Linked DNA regions of Cricetulus griseus: region 2 is linked to region 1. The links are chromatin contacts, called in public Hi-C maps. All regions are on one chromosome and are shown on one strand. The core of a region is the stretch at or near the end of the contact, and the rest is flanking DNA. Distances in the headings are between cores, read along the strand shown.

Evidence for each region. A called contact is a pair of places that touch in the nucleus more often than the background predicts.
Region 2: a contact with region 1 is called in a Hi-C map of the CHO-S cell line, with 12 times the contacts expected there. The contact joins the promoter of Robo1 here to the enhancer-like site in region 1. A contact is called at or near these places in 6 of 8 Hi-C or Micro-C datasets (the CHK-Q cell line, the CHO-K1 cell line, the CHO-S cell line and 2 more).

The regions. Positions count from the first base shown.
Region 1 is chr4:21,874,077-21,881,679 of CriGri-PICRH-1.0, reverse strand. Robo1 (roundabout homolog 1) reads left to right here. Exons shown (of 30, transcript XM_027412417.2): 14 at 2,271-2,392; 15 at 3,112-3,343; 16 at 4,366-4,487. Among named protein-coding and RNA genes, the nearest start is that of Trnar-ucg, 220 kb to the right of the region's middle. Within about 2 kb of position 3,694, at least 1 of the 6 cell types and tissues checked has open chromatin away from gene starts, as enhancers often do. A contact at or near this core is called in the CHO-K1 cell line, where this site is marked.
Region 2 is chr4:22,176,425-22,184,027 of CriGri-PICRH-1.0, reverse strand. Robo1 (roundabout homolog 1) reads left to right here and starts at 2,603. Exons shown (of 30, transcript XM_027412417.2): 1 at 2,603-3,296. The coding sequence starts at 3,242.

The DNA.
Region 1 (7,603 bases), core at 2,445-4,944:
AGCGCCTTACCTACCACTGAGCTGTGCTTTACCCCAGCCATGACTTTAAAAAAAAAAAAAAAAATCTTGTTTTGCATACCAAACCCAGTTCCCTCTCTCTCCTGTTCTCCTGTGCCCTGCACCATCTCCCCACCCCACCCCCATCCACTTTTCAGAGAGGCCGAGGCCTCTCATGGGGGATGGACAAAGTCTGTCACATCATTTGGGGCAGCACCGAGGCCCTCCCCAGTGTATCTTGACTGAGCAAGGTTTCCCTCCATAGGAAATGGGCTTTAAAAAGCCAGTTCCTGCACTAGGGATAAATATTTTTTATTCCACTTCCAGCAGCCCCATAGACTGTCCAAGCCCCCCCAACTGACACCCACATTCAGGGGGTTTAGTTCGGTCTTCGGCAGGTTCCCCAGCTGTCAGTCTGGAGTCCCTGAGCTCCCACTTGTTCAGGTCAGCGGTTCCTATGGGTTTCCCCTATATGGTCCTGACCCCTTTGCTCATCACTCCTCCCTCTGAACAACTGGACTCCAGAGTTCATCTCAGTGCTTAGCTGTGAATCTCTGCTTCTGCTTCATCAAGTGCCAGATGAAGGCTCTAGGATGGCATTCAAGATACTCATCAATCTCATTACAAGGGAAGGGCATTTAAGGGACCCTCTCCACTATTACGTAGATTTCTAGCTAGGGTCATCCTGGTGGATCCCTGGTTTCTTGTTAACCCCACAATGGCTCTCTCTATCAAGGTACCTCCTTCCTTACTCTTCCTCTCTGTCTTTCCCCCAGCTTGACCTTCTAGATCCCTCATGCTCTCCTCCCGTTCTTCTGCCCTCTTCCCTACTTCCCCAGCCAAAAGGCATTTATCCTATGATTGGAGGGGGTGGGGTATTCAATATTAGCAGACTAAAACATCCGGTTTTGTTTTGTGTAGGTTGGTAACACAACTAAATGTGTGTGTCTCAATAAACAGTCTATAAATAGTTCTGAATCCCCCCAAAAAAATCTTTGTTGTTATTGTTCTTTACCCTGCATTCCTTTTACTTCTTGAAACGAAGAAACCCATCTGCACTTTAGAAAGTCTCTTGAGCTGTGAACAACTGTTGTTGAGTATCGAGTCTATTGAGCTTAGCAAACAGTTCCATGTCCCCCCAATAGTATGACATAAAGGAGACCTGAGCCCAGGTTTCCTCCTGAATCTTTTAGTATCCATGAGACTGAAAAGAAATGATTAAATCCTCCATGCAATATAGTAAACTAAACCAATGTCAATTAAATGATGGGAAGGGCTCTTATCTAATCAGATTTAGTTTATTAGACCTTGCCTAGGTTTCTGTGTTCCTGCCTGTGTACTCCTTTACTTGCCGTCTCCCTTGGTTGAGAAGATCCCCAGGTTCCTCCTAGGAGATGTGCTGATCATCAGCTTGCTACACTCAGTTTCCCCTTGCCGCCTTGTGAGCTTCTCGTTTTCGGTCCTCTCAGCTGTAACCCCACGTTCTTTCTTTTCCTGTGTAGTTCGAATCATTGCAGCGGGGTTTATCTCACTCAGAACTGTGCCAGTGCTCTCACGCTCAGCAGTAAAATGATCATGACATGGTAGGAGGCGCTCTTAAAAATTCCCGTTTGCCGCTGTTATCTTTGCCTCCTGCCCTTTTCGGCTGACACAGGTTTTCTGCTTGCTCTGGCGCTCCCCCTCCCCACACACAGGTCTTTGTTTCTCTTCTCCTGATACTTATACAAAGGTTGAGCTGTAATGGATAGAGAGATGCTCAGTGGCTAAGAAGCCTTGCTCTGAAAGCATAAGGACTTAGCTTTGAACCCCAGCAGCATCCACATAAAAACCCAACCATGACCACTTACGGAGTGCTGTGACACTAGGTGCCATGGGGAATTGGGCAGAGACATGAGGGTCACTGGTGGGTTTGCTGGCAGTGAGCCTGGTGCCAGGCTCATTGAGAGATCCTGTCTCAGGGCAATAAGGCAGAGAGATAAAACAGAAGAGCGAATGTCCTTCTCTGGCCCTGAAGATGCATGCATGCGGGCACACACACACACACACACACACACACACACACACACACACACACACAACACACACACACACACACGAACCACGAACACATATACACACAAACACACGAACATGTACACACACACACAAAGAAGGTAAGTTTGCTTATTTTTCTCTGTATTCAGGGTGACTTCACAGTTCCGCCGATTCTGCTTTTCGGAGAGTTATTGTCCGTGCATGGCATAGGGCCTGACCGTGTTCTTGGATTGTTGCAGATGTCCCACCAACCAGTCAAGGGGTGGACCACAAGCAGGTCCAGAGAGAGCTGGGGAATGTCGTCTTGCACCTCCACAACCCTACCATCCTTTCCTCCTCTTCGGTGGAAGTACACTGGACTGTGAGTTTGTGTAACATGTGTGTTGTTTTTTAATAATCGGGATTTCTGTGAGATTATTACATGTAGGGAATTGACATCACTGTTTTTCACTTCCACACCAATGTTAATTTTATTATGCCAACTATCTGCCTTTAACATATATATAGAGAGAGATAGATATATTTCTATATATCTATATCTATATATATGCTAAAATAATTAAGCCCGCTAGTGTCAAGGGAATCACGAAGTCTTATGACTTGAATACATGACATATGGCATGCATTTTTTTTTTATTTAGGAATACTTCCAAGTAGTCTTGAGCAGACTTTTAAAATGTTTTCTGAATTTGGGAACTGTATGCATATGCACAATGTATTTTGGTCATATTCCCTCTCCCCTGCTTCCCCTCATGTTTCGGACCTCCCCACCACTTCCAACTTAACACTAGTAGGTTTTCAAAACCAAAATGGAAAGCGGCCTTCTCTAAAATGCCCACATGTCTCTTATATGATTTGCCACCCATAGTGAAGTCCTACGTTTTTGCTGAAACATAATATAATATTATTATTATAGAAACTAGTGATTCCTTACAGTTGTGTACTAGAAATCCACACTGTGGCGTCCCATTGGTTGTTTTTTTTTTTTTTTCTTTTCTACTTGTTGCATTGTTCTTATTACTTTGCATCGAAACAAGAAAACAGTGTGACTAATGCCATTTTTATTCATCATTTTAATAGGTGGACCAACAATCTCAATATATCCAAGGATATAAAATTCTCTACCGGCCATCGGGAGCTGGCCACAGTGAATCTGAGTGGTTAGTTTTTGAAGTGAGGACACCAACCAAAAATAGTGTGGTGATCCCTGATCTCAGAAAAGGTGTCAACTATGAGATTAAGGCTCGCCCATTTTTTAATGAGTTTCAAGGAGCAGACAGTGAAATCAAATTTGCCAAAACTTTAGAAGAAGGTATGTATGATGGAGTGGGCTTCCGGGCCATGCAAGGTATCTCCTGTGCTTTTGAACTAATGGAGGTTGTTTAAAAGTTAGTAGTGATGTTTATTATTAATCTGTGTATTTTAAAATATTTTGCTATGGCAATTTATTTACTTACAGCAAGTATAAGTAACATAATGTTGTAACAAGTGACTTGCTTCAGTGGCAATGTGCACAAAATAGGTGAAAGTGTTAACACTATTACTAGAATTCATATTCAAAGCTCATGATTTGCTGGCTTTTTTATTCACGGAAGCTAACGTTAATGGGGTGTAGATAAGGTGAGTAATATCTGGGTTTGCCCGGACTTTCCAGAGTCTGCATTTTCTCCTGATGCCTCATGCTAGGAAACCCTGTAGTTCTTGGCAAACCAGTATTTCCACCCCGCTGAAAACTGAAAAGAGGATTCACATAAAGAATTTCATTTCGCAGTATACTTTTTTTAAAAAAAGGAATTTTCTCTAATTGTGACTTTATAGATGATAGGTTATAGTAAAACGTAACAAAATTGGTGTTCTTTTTCCTATTTTTGTACATTTTTAAGGAGAACATATGAGATTGGAGTGACAGGCTAGAAGGAACAGAGGATGTTCTAAGGATGTTTTTAGTTTTTAGAAATGGATCACTAGTCTGCATATGGGTGAATGTGTGTAGGTATATGACATCATAGTAAAGACTTGGGGAAAGTATTTTTTCTTCTTCCTTGATATCCAGGGGCATAACTAAGGTGGACAGTTTTTCCCTGCCTATGCATTTGCTTGTTGAGCCATCTTGATGCCCTGTCCTGGGGTGTTTTGTGCTGCAATTGCAACTGGTTACAAAAAATTCACAGTATCAATGATTTAGTATAACTTGGAGAAGAGTTATAGTTTGGAGCCCTTGAGTGTTGGGTGTTACCCATACTTAAAGCATTCAGCATCTGTATGTTTACTGTGTGTTTTTAAATACTGTGTGTTTTGGCGTTCTGTACACTCTGTTATATTACAATTTAATAGCACCAAGCGCCCCTCCCCGAAGTGTAACCGTATCAAAGAATGACGGAAATGGGACCGCGATTCTTGTCACTTGGCAACCGCCTCCAGAAGACACTCAGAATGGAATGGTTCAAGAATATAAGGTAACAAATACACTTAGGACATTCACTGGCAGCCCTCATGGCTCACCGAAAAAAGGAACCTGTATGGATTGTCTATTGTCCTTTGTCGCCATCTGCTGGCCCAACAGCCAACATGTAAAATTATTTCTCAGATTCTATTATTTTGGAGTAATTGTCTATACTAGAAAAAGCTATTTGGAAAGAAAATAAGCAAAAATTAAAAGAAAGGTTGTAAGTGGATTGAATCAGGAACATCTCAATAGCAAATAAGTGTGTCCTTTTTCAGCGTTTCTGCAAACACAGTGTGTGTGTGTGTGTGTGTGTGTGTGTGTGTGTGTGTGTCTTTTACCATGGCAAATTTTAACTGTAAAGCATACACTCCTGTACTTAGCATCGCTCTGATGCCTGCATAGTTTTCTGGTTATTAGCTAGCACCATTATTGAGGTTAGAACATGCACATATCTGGCTCTGCATCTGTGAATATGAACCCGTACCTGGAAACATTAATTATTGTGTGTGTGTGTGTGTGTACATGTGTGCCAGGGTAAGTGAGGCAAGTCAGACAACAACCAAGACTCTGTTTTTGCTTCTCCTGTGCAGCTTCTGGGGGTCTAATTCAGATGGTGAAGCTTAGTGACCAGCTCCTAATCCACTCAGACATCTTGCTGGCTTGGAGCATAATTAGTTTTTGAGTCCCAAATTGATACACACCTGTAATTCCACTTCTTGTGGAATTACACAAGGCAGGAGGATGAGAGGTTTGAGACACACACACACACACACACACACACACACACACACACACACACACCAAAACAGAAAACAAAATACGCATTTTTTTTGTTTGGTTTTTACTATGTGTAGTAACTAAACGTAAGTTGAATGGTAGACATAGTATTTGGAAATGATTTTTTTTGAAACAGAAAAATAACCTTGTAAAATTTTTGTCCATGAGCTATTCATGAACTTGTTGAGTATTGCATAGGGCTGGGGAGAGGGTACAGTCAGTAAATACGTGCAGCGTGAGCATAGAGGCCTGAGTTTTATGCAGAAGCTGCTGGAAAAAGTAGGAGTTGCACGTGCCTGTAAGCTGTAAGCCCTGTATTAGAGTAGCCCAGGCTTGCTGACTCTCTCTCTCACACACACACACACACACACACACACACACACACACACACAGAGAGAGAGAGAGAGAGAGAGAGAGAGAGAGAGAGAGAGAGAGAGAGAATACTTTTAAAGACTGCTATATATGATAGATAGTTCAAAGCATTTCAAATAAAAATTTCCCTTGGAATTGATTCATTAAAAGATACAAATGGCCCTCATTTTAAATGCTTTCTCATAAGAGCTCAGGTTGTTTCGGTACTAGGGTGTAGCAGGATACGATATTTCAGCCCAGGGAAGCAGACTATTGTAGAAGCATTTGTAAAAGAGCCTAAAATTTGATGATGTCTTGGCTCCCAAGCCAAATTGTGTAACTTAGAGATTTTCCCCTAAGAGTCAGTACTCATTTCTCTCCTCAAGAAATGTGCAAGGATGGATTTCACTTAACTTCATGGTCAATTTAAAATAATAAAATGCCGTTCTGAACCTGATTGACTGGTACAAAATCAGTTTGTGGCTTTTGGTTCAGCTGTGTAATGTAATTGCTGGGAAAAAATTCACAAAGGAGTCTCTTTCCAATGGGCAGGTCCAGATAGAATGTCTCACCATTTGTGGGTATTGTGCATTGAAACTGTATTTTGCAGTAATAAAAACTTGGCAAAGAAAAAGTTAAAAGTTAAAGGTGATCGAGAACTTTGGTGTTTTGACTGATGCTGTCTGTGTTCCTAGTATAATTTAGGTAATAAATAGCCCATCCTAGCTAGTCCTTCCTACTGCTGGAGGGGATTTCAGAGAGTCCAGAGTATTATGAATGCCATTCTAGATAACCACTTCCTTATGGAAACAATAATAGTATCTTCATCCCCTATATCCATTTATTCAAAATTACCCTTCTATAGGTAATCTTGTAATAACATGTAAAGCCAGACTTAGAGTGTAGTCAAACTTTCAATTCCATAAGTAGATGGTTTCTTACTGCATGTCACTGTCAAAGTTCATGACTACACAGAGTACCTTTTCATTACAAGAGTTTTCTTGCATCAAGTGTATATGGTTACTTTTTGATTCCCAATGTGTTATGAAACAGAAATTGTTATCTCAATTTATTTTGAAGCTCTGTTATTATTGTTTATTGCTCACAGTCCAACATAGCATACACTAGATAAACCCTAGGGTGTTACCTCTTGGTAATATTTTATTTTCAATACCAACCATATTTACATGAAATGTTTTAGATTATTCAGGAGCTCTTCGGCCTTCTCAGACAACTGTTTCTTGGTTTTGATGTTCATGTGATGTGTTAGTTCTGGTTCATTCTTCCCCGAAGTATCAGGCTCTGTGCTTCTTACACACACACACACACACACACACACACACACACACACACACACACAGTTTTTGTTTTGAGACAGGGTTTCTCTGTGTAACAGCCTTAGTTGTCCCGGCCTCAATCACAGAGGTCTGCCTGCCTCTGCCTCCCCAGTGCTGGGATAAAGGCATTCGCCACCACCACCCATCCCTATGCACCTCTGTTTTCTGGCATCCAGTCATATGGAGTTCCTCTTGTAGTATAATTGTAAGATGATGGCACATACTTTGTGTGAATGTTCAGTCTTCTGCAGAATAATTTTTAATTTCTTCATGAAAATTTCTTGATGTTAAAAAAAGACATGCAAAACCTTAATGAAGTGGGCTGATGAGAGCCTTGTGAGAGCTATAACCGTGTTATAGCAAGTTGACCAATTTATATGATATGATTCTTAAAATTATTTTTATTTGTTTTATCTATTTACTTTTGTTTGTGCCAGTGCACACTGAGGCCAGAAAGGGATATCAGATCCTTCAGAAATGTAGTTACAGATGCTTATGGACTAAACTACATGGGTGTTTGGATCTAATCTCTGGTCCTCATGATACCTGATTATGTAGCAAGCCTTCTTAACTGTTGAGACTTCTCTCCATCCCCTATATCAATGGTTAAACACCTCTTTCATGAGGGTCGCCTAAGACCATCAGAAAACACACATTTACA
Region 2 (7,603 bases), core at 1,354-3,853, 300 kb before region 1:
ACTGTTTATTTATTTATTTTGTGTGTGTGTGTGTGTGTGTGTGTGTGTGTGTGTGTGAGTGTGAGTGTATGTGCAGGACAGGTATAGAGAAACCTGTGGAGGTCACCAGAGGGCATCAGATCCCCTAGAAGTTGAATTACAGACAGTTGTCAGCTCATCGTGGTGCTAGGAACAGAACCAGGGTCTTTCAAAGCAGTAAACACTCTTTCCCACTGATTCACCTCTCCAGCCCTCCCAGTGAAATTGATCTTGAGAGATCTCAATAAAATTGTGAAGACAGGGAGATGCACTGGGGAAGCAGTGTGAAAGGAATTCTTGCACAGGGTCTGCTTTTTCAGACTGGGTGTTTAATGGCACAGTCTGTATTTAGCATGCACGAGGCTCTCCCACACGGAACAGGATTGCAGTCACATACACACTTGCATGGGTGCACACACCTAAAATAAATGAAAATAAAAGGATATATCCCGCAGGGTATTGTTGGTGCATGCCTTTAATCCCAGCACTCAGGAGGCAGAGGCAAGTTCGAGGCCAATCTGGTCTCCAGATCGAGTGTCAGGAAACAAAAAAAAAAGAAAGAAAGAAAAAGAAAAAGAAAAAAAAGAAAGGATATATCCCTCACTAGATGGAACTTCAAAATCTTTATTTAAAGTTCACTTAAATAACTTGGAGATTTGTGGATTTTCTTTTTCTCCTGCTCTCCATCACACTAAGCTTATTTATTTCCTATTCCTAAGTTATCTTATCTTAAAAGGACATTTTATTCCAAGAAAAAGTAATTTTCTGTTCTTCACTAAATATCTCTTCACAGATACCAAATCAATGTATGTCTCTTACCATTTACTGCACGTTCCTGGTTTTATTGCTGAAAAGATTCTGGTTGGACTCTTTGAATTCTCATCACAGCTTGTTTACTGAGTTTCCAGTCAGCTTTCTCAGGCTAAAATTGTCTTTCACTTTTAAAGGCAGGGTGCTGTTAACTGGGTTTCTTCCCACAGACAGTTGCTCTGAGTTCATAGGTCATGACCAAAATCAGCACACAGTCTTCTTTTAAACTTGTACTTTACTTAGCTAATGCATGCACTCACTTCAGGGAAAACTAGAAAAGTACAACAGCACACACACACACACACACACACACACACACACACACACACACACACACGATGGATCAAATCCTCTTCACCTGATCTATCATATGCTACCTGCCACAGGCCAAGGTGCTAAGTATTCAGCTTAGAGTCATATATCATAACTTTGAAGAAAGTAACGTTAATAAAAACAATAGCTGTAAATGGCCAACACCTACCGTTTATGTTTACCGAGCCTTCAGCATACATTACATGGTTTTCGGTGTGTCATATGTAATAAAAAAAAAAAAAAAAAGGGAACAACGAATTCACGAAAACATCCTCTGTCAACTATCCCAGGCATATTTTACACTGGGCATAGTTGGCCTAATCATGAGGTAGCCTCACAGTCCCCATTGTTTTTTAGGAGAGAGAATAAAGTTGGTGTGATCACAGGAATAATAGCTAACGGGTACCTGATACCTTGGGATTTAGCAGGCCATCATTGCAAAGTTTAGAATATATGTAGCCTTCCCCAATTTGTTCCTCTTCTTTAACTGTTAACTCTCTGCTATGTAGAAGGTACCAAGTGGAAGAGACTCCTGTAAACATAATGAAGGTCCAAGACCTAACCCCTCGCTCCTAGAATTTAACCTTTCTATGGAACCCTCAGCAAATTCAAGGAAAAGAGAGTATCCATAGACTGATATTGTCTAGATATTGTCCATTCGCTCTGTCCTAAAGCCTCTTTGCTGAAAGATGAAACCAGTTTTGTGTTTGTTTATTTATTTAATGAGAATGGAGAGGGGTAAAGTTATTTGGAAGTTTACTGCAGTCCCCTGGAGCGGTAAAGAAGAGGTTAAGAGGGACCTGGAGGATTTTTGAAGGCTTTGGTTTGGGAGGTTCCATTTGGAAAAAAGGTGCAGGGGAGACTCTGATGGCAGGAGACCCAAGACAAGTTCTCCTTCACTTAGATTTCTGCTCCTGAGTAGTCGTAATCTCACCTGAGGGCGCAGTTGGGCACTCTGGGCATGTGGATGGAAATATTAACAAGCAGAACTTGTCTGAGCAGCGCCAGTGAGGACATGGCAGGGATCGCGCGTCCCCTTTAAAGGTTCCGGAGCCGGGCTGGAAAGGGAGGAAACCCGGGGCTGGGACTGAGGGGGAAACCCACAAGCTGCCGAGCCGAGAGGAGGCAGCGTGAGAGCAGAAACTTCAGACGCTGCAGCCCCGGGCGGAGCTCGGGCGAGCCTCGGCAGCAGACAGCATCCTCCTCCTCCTTCTGCTCGCGTCTCTTCACCAACTCTCGGCCTCCCGGAGGAGCTGCCCCTCCGAAGCTTCCAGGAGCACGGGGGTGAGAGCAGCCACCCCGGGAAGTTTGGACTGCAGCTTGCTTTGGAGGTGCGTTCGGCGCGCCCCTGTGGAAACAGGACCCGGAGCGATGCCGAGTGCAGCGCCTGGTTGGGGGCGCCCGGAAGGCGCGCTTGCATCCGCGGTCCTGGTGCGGTCCCCCGTGCTCTCCGCATCCCGCGAGTGATGGGAACAAGGGCCCGCCCAGGCAGCCTCTGTCGCCGTACCGCCCCTTCGCTCCCTCCTGGCGCACGGAGTCACCCAGGCGCACCCCGTGAACCTCGAGACTGCCCTCTCCAGCTGCTGCTGCTGCTACCTTGACTGCAATCACCGCCAGAGGGGGGTGGCCGGCTACGGACTGGCTCTCCTCTAGACGAAGGAGCACTTTTTGGGGGGCACCTCTTCATCTGCTCTCACACCCCAACTTTGCAATCGCCGCTTAGCGGCGCCCGGGCACACGCTGAGGAGGCGCACGCCGGGAGGCTCAGCAAGACTGTGGAGGCAGGAAACCGCTCCTCCGTTTCGGCTCTTTGTTGTTCCCCTTGGATGATCCTTGGAAGTGGCTGAGCCTCCTCGGAAACCCGGGGGCCAGAGAAGACAAACCTTGGAATTTTTCTTTGCAAAGGGCTCCGAGGGATTGACAAGCCTCCGGAGGGGTCGACGAGAAACTGCCCTGCAAACTCTTGGCGGATTGACTCACGTTGCTTATATTAAGCCTTTGTGTGTGGGGTGTATGGTGTGTGGCTTCCATAAATTTGGAGATCCCCGCTTCTGCTCCCTTCTCTTGGCATGAGACTGTATGCAGGACCCACCCGAGGACAATGATCGCGGAGCCTGCTCACTTTTACCTCTTTGGATTACTATGTCTCTGTTCAGGTAACCCGCGCCCTCTTTCTTCAGCCCTGATCCCCTTTGCTTGTCCTCACTGCACTTTTCATAATCGAACCCTGAACCCTGAACTGACTCTTGGCGACCTCTGCCTTCTAAGGCCAGAGGGGCCCGACCCTCCAGAACTTCTCCAGGAAAAGGTTTTTCTTTTCCCATTTGAGGTTGTCCCTCTGGCCTATCATCCCAAACTCCCCTGAAACCACCCCAAACCTCCTAGTAGCTTTCACCAAGTTCAGGGCACGCCCAGCTTACTCTGGGCAAACGCCTGTCTAAGCTTTTGGGTGGGAGGAGGCTGCGGGTTGTCCCCGAATTTTGGTCCCCGGGATGAGGCCAAATGAGTATCATCCATCTGAGGAATCCTAAGGGGTGCTGGAGTGGAGGGGGGAGTTGTGGGGGGCAGAGGATCCCCTCTTCCCAGGAATCCAGAATCTGTTCCTCCAATCCACTCCAGCTCAGGGGGTTGTTAGAAGTTGTTTTATGTAAACCAAAGTCTGTAATTAAGTTCGATTCCGAAGAAACTTGAGGAAATAACTCGTTCTCATGGTAGGATCTAAACTAGCCACTGCCTGGCTGGGCTTAGAAGGGAAACGGGTGGTTGCAAGTGTCTGAAAGGGAACAGTTAAGTTGCCTGGATGTTCTTGTTGGCCAGACAGAACAGAAGGTTGCCTTAGGATGAATTAAATAGTTCTGCAACTCCATATGAAGTACTGGAAAGACGAGGCTTAAGATACCTTCTGTCCTAAGAGAAAGCACAGTGTGGGGGGCTTGCAAACAGTTTTCCTGCACGCCTTAAGAATCTTCAACTATGGATGACTGAAGCATGCACTCAACTTTTGTTTCTTCCCTTTTGGTAAATTATGATTTCAGTCATGGATCCAGTTTCAGGCCTACACACACACACACACACACACACACACACACACACACACACACACACACACACACACACAACCTTATAGTCACATACTGAGTGAGCTTCAAGTTGCATCAGGGCCTGAATGTAGAGTCACATAATTTGCATAATTATGAAATAATGTTGAGGCTAGTTTGAACATTTGTGGTCTATGGTGATTCTTTAAGTTTAGATCAAAGGTTCCCCTTAAGCTAAGAGGCTACAAAAAGGAAGGGAAAAAAAAAGGAAAACCCACAAGAAATAAAAGATAGCAAATAAATGCCTAAAAGAATGTAAGCTCCTGAGATATTTCCTTAGCTGAAAGTTGAAAGGCACATTTGAACTAAGCTAAATAGAAAACATGCTAAGTTGTTGCTGCTTTGAAGAAAACAAAAATTGAAATTTCAGCCTTGACTATCTCATCTATGTCACAGTGGATGGATGAGAAGATTAAACCAACTCTTTGGGGGCCCTTCTCCCCCCACTTCCAACTTCCCCTTTCTGTATGGCAGCCTTTATTCTCAGTTTGCATATCTAGATGATTGAATAGTCCCCCACTCCCCATTCTGAGCCATGGATGCAAATCCAAAATATTAAGATCTGATCTATCTGGCTTTTGAATCCCCCCCCCCCCATCTCCCCTTGGTTTAATTTACAGCCTCAGATACCTTTGAGTTTTTTTTTTTTTTTTTTTTTTTTTTTTTTTTTTTTTTGTTGATTCACCTTCTCTGCTAAAGTTTGTTCACGTGTGTAAAGGAAGGTGTCAGTGTGATGAATGACTGGGGGGAAGATTACTGAGATAGGGGGATTAATGGTCATTAGTCACTGTTGGAGCTGAGTTTGTGTATGTTGGGACATTTTATCATGGCTGTAGATTAAAGATAGGGTCACACTAATAGGGTATCCCTGAAAGCTTGTCCTGTCAGCCATCAAATTCTGTCCTCATATGTGTGTGGGGAGGTGGAGTCTTCGCTCATGTTTAATAATTTGAACAGGACTCAATATCTGAGATCCCAATTTGAATACATGTGGGGCATGTTTAGACTCTTAACGCTAACGTGAGTTCTAGGCTTCATCTTCATTTAATTTGTTTGTGAGCCATTGACTTTGTAGCCCTTAGGTTTCCCTCTAGTGTTGCTTGTCTACTTTGCCAGGTTCCAGACCAGAAAGTGGCTTTGTTCCTCCTCACTCACATTTTACCTGAAGCTTTTTATTACTTTGCTTTAACTTATACTCATAGTCTGAACTTGGGAGGCCAAACCACTGGACTCCTGGGGTGATTTCATGACCCTAGGCTGTTGTAAAGCACTGTGATTGATTTAAAACACACACACACACACACACACACACACACACACACACACACACACACACACACACACACACACACACACACACACACCCCTTTGGCAGGGTTAGGTAAGTAACTAGTAAGTTGGATGTACCCAACACACCTGGTCAGGGAATGAATGAAGTTCTTGAAAGATTGTGTTTCATGTTTTGCCTCCAGCCTGAGATCACAGTCTAGCACTTGTTAATGGAGTGTATTTCAGAGAAATGTGGTGAGCTTAAATAAATCAAAGTGTACTGAGGGGATAAGGCGCCTTCGACAAGATTTAACCTGTAAAAGCATCTATTGATTGTCAGTTCTTTTTTTCTCTCCTTTTTTGTTTTTAATACTGGCTGCCAATTTAACAAAGTCTACAGTTCTCTTCAAAGAGACTATCAACTCTATTTGGGTGTGTTGATGGCATATTGAGCATTAAGTTTGAGAGTGTTTGCTTTTATAGCCTTAAAAAGAACTTAATGCTGTAAAAATACAGATTCTGTGAAGCAAGAATTTGGGTGTAAAGTGGGCCCTTCTTTGGCAATTCATATTAAAAGGTGAATTTCATCTAATTAGTTGGTTTACCTGTGTTCTTGCCTATGGATACATATTTTTTTGAGTAAGGTTAGGACCATTGGGGACCATTGTTCTGAAAACAGAACAAAACAAAACAGTGAGGTGTCTGTCCCTGAACGGAGTGCACATGTTCTGTCATAACATCTACAAGCCCTTGGCTTAGTAACTTGCTTTCAAGTGAAGAAATGATTGAACTTTTATCAAACTTAGGGTGAGATCTGAATTTCAAATGCAGTGTAAATTGCCAGGTGCCCTTTTTCTTCTCTGGGGAGGCATGTTTCTCTACACAGCTTTGGTAAGTTTCATTCCATGGGACAGTGTCTCCCCTCTCTTTGTATCTCCCCTCTAGCTCTTCATTCTTTTTTTCTCCCTGTCCCTCCCCACTTGAGGCTTGGTTACTTTAACGCACGTTGAATAATTTTAAATTTTGGAAATGTACCATTATTTAGTGAGCGCGCACATGTGTGCGTGTGTCTGTGTGTGTGTGTGTGTGTGTGTGTGTGTGTGTCTGTCTGTCTGTCTGTCTGTCTGTCTGTCGATGCTCACGGGTCATGGTGTGCACGTGGAAGTAAGAGGGCTACTTTCTGGAGTTGGCTCTCCCTTCTACCCTTTTGGTGCCCTGTCTCTTGGCTCTGCTGTGTTGTGCACTGTGCGCTAACTGGCTACATGCCTCTGGGAGAGCCCCATCTCTGCTTCCCAGTTCACCACAGGAGTTCTAGGATTACAGATGAGCTAGCAAATCCCACCTTTGTACAAGGGTCCTGAGATCATACTCATATTGGCATATTGTTTTATTTGCTGGACTGGCTTGCTGACCCGTGTATTATTATTGTTAAATTTTTTTTAAACATACAGTCTGGCTTGATTTTAGATATAAATACCTAAATTCTTGATGTCTTTAAAAATGTCTCTATCCCTGATAATGGGTCCTCTGACATCTAAAGTTTGTGGTTGAGCTGCTGTAAAAGCCAATGTTTAGACCTGAAGACATTTTTTCTTGAGTTTTACTATGACACATGAAATACTCTTCTGTCAAAGTGGTATAAAACACTCCATTTCAACTAACTTTGACAATTGTTTACTTCTTTTTTATATCGAGTAGATTTTAGCTATAACAATGTTTATAATGGAAAAATAGCTGGGTTCCAGGAGTGCAATTGGAAGGAAACTTAGGAAAACATTATTTAATGAAGGACCTAAGTGTTTGAGGCCTCATCTGGTACCTTCTGTGTTCAGAAAAGATGCTAAGGCAGGCTGGAGAGATGATGCTGAAGTTAAGAGTACTGGCTGCTCTTCCAGAGGACTCAGGTTCAATTCCCAGCACCCACAGGAGATCTGGTGCCCTCCTCTGGCCTGCAGGCATACATGTAGGCAGAACACTGTATACTAAATGAGTAAATTAAAAAAAAAAAAAAGATGCTAAGGCAAGATTTATGCTAATTTTGAAAATTTGGTTTTGTATGTGAGTGGGGTAGATGCAGATATGTGTGAGTGTTTCTG